Linked DNA regions of Sus scrofa: region 1 is linked to region 2. A link is a contact called in public HiChIP or PLAC-seq data. All regions are on one chromosome and are shown on one strand. Each heading gives the region's core, a stretch centred on a gene start, on an enhancer-like site or on the middle of the called end of the contact. The rest is flanking DNA. Distances are from core to core; before and after follow the strand shown. Region 1 has its middle 41 kb from the start of CGNL1. Region 2 overlaps CGNL1 (cingulin-like protein 1).

Region 1 (2,700 bases), core at 124-2,623, 220 kb after region 2:
ACGGCAGCCCCAACAGACTAACCCAGTGGGGACGTAACCAAGTAGATGCGGAAGAGGTTGTCAGAAGCCCTGAGAAGGCCCAGGCTGAGGGCCCCTGGGAAGGGGTGGGCTGCAGGCAGAGGGGGATCGGCTGCCTGGGGGCAGATGTGGGAACCCGAGGAGGACCAGCTTGGAAGGCAGAACAGGGATTCCAGAGCCTTCAGCTGAGGGAGGGCCAGTGGAGGGACGAGCATGCCCTCTCCACCCACCAACACCCACTGTTCCAAAGGGGGTCGGATCTCTAACTACCAGAAACACGAGGGAACAGCCAAAAGTACACGAGACCCATTTCCTAAGACATGAAATGCAAGCCAAGGTTCTGTTTGTTCTCTGACAATGTAAACATCACACATTTTTATTAGGAGAGAAAACAAAAAGCCAAGAATCCACATGAGACTCTCTGGAGAGAATCCTGTCACTGCCACATCCACGCAATCTGGCCTTCGCTGGCATCTTAGTCCCGCTGGCCGTCAGATGGCTGCCCAGACAGCCGGTCACATCCAGAGCTGCATGAGGACTTGGGTGGGCCCTTTTCACTCTCAAAATAATTCTGCAGTTATTTTTACGACTGTGTTGAAAAAACACAGACAAAGATGAAGACGTTAGTACTGTAAACAAAAACATTGTCTTCTACCTAAAAGTTAATTTTTCCCTTCTGGTTTTACAAGAAATGGGAACATTTCCATGGGCCCCTTCAGTGTGGAGACATCCTGGGTGAGGGGGCCCTGGTCCTGATGTTAGCAGCCCCTCGGCCAGCCCAGAGGCCACACAGGCTGGGCAGGAGGGTGGGGGCGAAGGGTTCTGGCCCCAGGAAGATGGAAAACCAGGCTTGGTTCCAGGCAGAAGGAGGCAGGGAGTAAGGCACAAGGGCCGGAGCCAGGCACATCACTGGACCTTGGTTGGTCCCCAGAGGAGCCAGGAGAGAATGGAGGACAGGAGAACAGGAAGGAGAATGGGGGAGACCTGCGGGGATGGCACCTTGAGGCTGCCTGGCTTGTCCTCCTCACCCAGGGGTCTCAGATCTCCCATTACCAAGGGCCAGGCTGGCGCAGAGCCTGGGGTCTGGCAGAAAGCTGGGTCAGGTGGCCTGGGGTGGGCCCACCAAGCAGAATGCAGGGTGCAGGAGATACGCTAGGCTCTGCAGGTTGTAGTCGGGCAGGCATGGCTTGCATCTTACCCTGTTTCTTCCACAATCCCCAGCAGAATGCGGCCTGCAGACAACCGAGAGAAGTTCTTTTTAATTGATGGTTGGGCACTCTTTGCTGTGAACCCTACCAGCCACCTCACTGAACCCTCTGTCCAAGGATCACAACCATTTCTAGCAGCAGGGGGCGCCCCAGCGCTGGAAGTTAAAGGTGGGCTGGGCCAGCGTGCGAGCCCGGGGGCTTGGGTGACCAGAGGACGGAGGGGCCCCGGTGGCCAGAGGACTGGGAAGCTGGGCTATACTCGGGGCGGAGGCAGCCGCCCACAGCGGCAGTTTAGCGCTAGAAAGAGCCCTCCCGGGAAGAAGTCCAGTTTGAAAAATAAATCTCATGTTAAGAATCATTCATCACTCCCACCCCAACTCCACCTCAGAAAAGCCCTTTCCTGTCTCGAGATCTCCCTCCCCAGACTCTGTGCCTCCTCCCGAAGGGCAAAGAGAACAGCCTGGGTCCAGGAAGACACACGTTGAGGTCCTGAGTGATTGGGCCGAAGGTCTAAGCTACCCTCTCCTCTGAAGGCCATGAGTCGCAAGAGCCCCTCCAATCACACCTTTGTCTAAAACAGGAAGGAAAGAGAAGGATATGAGCCCCCCTTGCAGGGCCAGTGGAGACCTTCCGAGGGTGGCACAAGGTCGCCCCGCCCCCGCCCAAAGGATCTTATTTGTAATTAAAACAAACGTGGCTTATTTCAGCAGCTGAGAACAAACAGGAGGTGGGACCAGTCAGCTGAGGAGAAAGCAGGACAAACAGAGAACAGCCAGGCAGAACAGTATGGCCACAGCCTTTTGGATACCGTACATGCTGACAAGCTCCTGAGGATGCCCAGGCTCTGCAAGAATACTAAGATTTCGGCATTTGCTTTGAAAGCACAGTAAGAAGTCCGCAGCTAGGCTGGGTCAGGCAAAGTGCGGTGGCAGAGAGAGAAGTTGGGGTGAGTGCCTAGTTCCCATCTCCCCCCAACTTCCTCACAGTTCACACGGACAGAATAGGAAGCTCAGACAAGTTAAGTAACTTGCTCAGGGTTACACAGCAATTGGGCAAAAAAACCTGGACTACAAGACCCAAATAATGGGACTCTCTGTTCAGTGTTCTTCGTGTAGGTCTCCGTGGATGCCTAAGAACATCCACTGATGTTACTGAGAGCTCTCTGTGTTGGGCGCTGCTCTGGTCTTGGTCTCCTGAGTGGTTTTGTCTCTCAGATATTTGATTCTTACCATATTTCCTCATCTTTCACCAACATCCAGTCCATACACAACACCAGTGGTTTTCTCCATCTGACCAGATGCCACTCGGCCAGCAAGGCTGTGCCTTCACTGAGTTCTGGGGGTTGCGTCTCCAGACCTCCCCTCATCCGCCCCACTTTCAGGAGCAGCAGAAATCAGCCTGACACCAGCTTGGCCCCAGACCACCTCTCTCAGGGGCCTTCACTCCACACATCTGGAGGAGACTAACGCTGACA
Region 2 (2,700 bases), core at 17-2,516:
GCCTTAACTAATCTCTCTGGATCTCAGTCTCTTTGCCGAAGTAGAGGATCACCAAGGTCCCTTCCAATCCAAAGATTTTAGCAGAGTAGCCATTATACACAAACCAGGGGGAACACTTTACAGAGGTTACCATGACACTGATTTTCTGGAATCAAAACTGCATCCCAGGAGTTCCCGTCGTGGCGCAGTGGTTAACGAATCCGACTACAAACCATGAGGTTGCGGGTTCGGTCCCTGCCCTTGCTCAGTGGGTTAACGATCCGGTGTTGTCTTGAGCTGTGGTGTAGGTTGCAGACTCAGCTCGGATCCTGCGTTGCTGTGGCTCTGGCGTAGGCCAGTGGCTACAGCTCCAATTCGACCCCTAGCCTGGGAATCTCCATATGCCGTGGGAGCGGCCCAAGAAATAGCAAAAAGACAAACAAAAACAAAAAAAAAACAAAAAAAAAACAAAAACAAACAAACAAACAAAACAAAACAAAAAAAACTGCATCCCAGGTCTTTGTTGGTGTTCTGGCCAATTCCTGGATCCTTCTGCCCAGTTGCCACCGAAATAAAAATGATCATTTTTTTCAATGACGAAGATAACCGTGATGTCCATATGCTAATTTCAGTTCTTACTTGGAGTCCTGTATCCTAAGACCCTGAACCGCAAAGGATCTGTTCTCAGGGTCCTTTCACAAGGGTTCTACAAGCCTGTAATAAACATCCATTGTTCTTTCACACAGTTTCAGCGCTGACTCATGGGCGACTTTTCTTTGATCATCAAAGATATTAAAAGTTTGTTTTTAAAGCAAAATTTGTTTTCCTGTGGAATTTTGGTGCTTTGGGCACTACTTACCAAAAAAAAAAAAAAAAAAAAAAAAAAAAAAAAAAAAAAAAAGCAAGCTTTACAACAAAACAAACAAACCCCCTACTATTAGTGTCCAGGATATACAGACCCTCTGCCATAGTCTCACGTGTTACCTCATTTAACTATTACATTGTTATTATTCTGTATACTTTTAAAGAGGTAGAAACAGATGTTCAGAGATTTGGAGTAACTGGCTCAAGATCATCCAGCTGCTAAGAGTCACAGCTAGAAATCAGAACACACTGTACTTGCATTTTAGAGCCTTCAACTTTTCGTTAAAATAATCAAAAACATTCCCTTTATTTTTCTCAGTGCTTTAGAAATCAAGACTAAAGGGAGTGAACATTGGGGTTACTTGGCTCTTGCATTCTTAAATACAGTCCAAAGTTACTGTTTTAATCATTTTGATACTCATAAATTCCTGAAGATTTCTTTTTGTCTCCATTATTGTTGTCTTGAAACTCTTAACCACCACTCCTATTCCAACAAAAGCTTGTACAATTTTAAATGAATGGCCAAAAAACACCTGGCTACTATAATCCCAGTTCTAGGATTAAATTAAAACACTAACACATATAAGTTATTTCGACACAGCTAGGCACACCACTGGTGCTCATAAATGCAGCTGGACTTTTTAGGCAGAAAATCTTGGATTAATCATGAAAACGGTCAAGCTAAAGTTGTGTTAATTTCATCTCAGAGGTCCCAGGTCCTTTGTGTCTTAGAATGCCATCTGCCCCCACGTAACCATCCTGAGAACTAAGCACCAACTCTATCCTAAAAATCTACCCTAAGCCTCTCCTGAGGAGTTTCAAGGCAGTCTTGAAGGATATTTTGAACAGAGGGAAACCAGGAATGAGCTGGCCAGGCATTACCTCATCCTGCATTTTCACGGCATTCAGACGGGACTTTTCAGCCTCCAGAGTTTTCTCTTTCAACTGCCTTTGCATTTCTGCAAGCTCCCTGCGATTTTTCTCTTTGTACTCATCCAGCTGGTTCTGGAGCTCCAGTGTTGATGTGCGGGACACCTCGACAATATCAGCCATCTGGAAGAAGTGACACAGGGGGAGCCCACCCTGTGATGCTCTACCTGGGGCCAGGGAGCTAGGTTTGGGTCCCATCTCAACACTACCCCACCCCCTCCAAAGAGTTCACAGCACCTGGTCACGGTCTTCCCTGGGTTAGTCACCTCTAACCTGGAAGCAGGCTGCAGGTGTAGACAAGCACATCCTCTGGATCTGGATCCACAGTCCTAGGCCATATCCTTGCTCTGCCACTGCCTAGCTGTTAGACTGAGGCAGTACCTACCTTCTCTGGGCCCTTGCAGTGTACTCCTTAAAAGCACTGAAGCCAGACTCTATACCTGGCAGGATTGTTGTCAGTATTACAACAATACAGAGACAGAATTCCAGTCAGACAAAATAGCTGGTAAAGTGACTGGCACACAGCAGTTGTCAGCAAAGGGCAGGTACTCAGGACGGCTCCTAGAAGGTGGGGAGCCCATCAGTTCTGGGCCTTTCCCCTTCTGCATGTTTTAGGGCAGAGGTGAGCAGAGGCAGAAATGACGGGGCTTTAAAAAACTGCATTTCATACTCCTGGACATGAAAAATAGGCACAAATGCACAGATTACACAAAGGGCAGAGCTTCTGATTCAGGTAACATCCGTAAAGTCTGCACTGACATGCCAGGCTTCTCTGAGTCATTAGTGAGAGGAGCTGGGTCCAGAATCCAGAGCGGGTAACTGGCATTTTCTAAACCAGATTCCCTGTAACTGGATTATCAACAAGTCCAAAGAGCTGCTTCAGGAGATCTGCAAATCCCTGACACATCTGTGCTGAGACATAGTGCA

What was found. HiChIP or PLAC-seq counts read pairs in DNA pulled down with a chosen protein or histone mark.
Region 1: a contact with region 2 is called in an H3K27ac HiChIP or PLAC-seq map of skeletal muscle. The contact joins two enhancer-like sites. A contact is called at or near these places in 1 of 47 Hi-C or Micro-C datasets (embryonic fibroblasts) and 1 of 2 datasets of contacts at active chromatin or transcription factors (skeletal muscle).

Annotation. Positions count from the first base shown.
Region 1 is chr1:114,667,793-114,670,492 of Sscrofa11.1, forward strand. No RefSeq gene overlaps it. Among named protein-coding and RNA genes, the nearest start is that of CGNL1, 41 kb to the left of the region's middle. Within about 2 kb of position 1,374, at least 18 of the 83 cell types and tissues checked have an H3K27ac peak or open chromatin away from gene starts, as enhancers often do. A contact at or near this core is called in skeletal muscle, where this site is marked.
Region 2 is chr1:114,448,000-114,450,699 of Sscrofa11.1, forward strand. CGNL1 (cingulin-like protein 1) reads right to left here. Exons shown (of 19, transcript XM_021094667.1): 12 at 1,726-1,896. Among named protein-coding and RNA genes, the nearest start is that of MYZAP, 63 kb to the left of the region's middle. Within about 2 kb of position 1,267, at least 12 of the 83 cell types and tissues checked have an H3K27ac peak or open chromatin away from gene starts, as enhancers often do. A contact at or near this core is called in skeletal muscle, where this site is marked.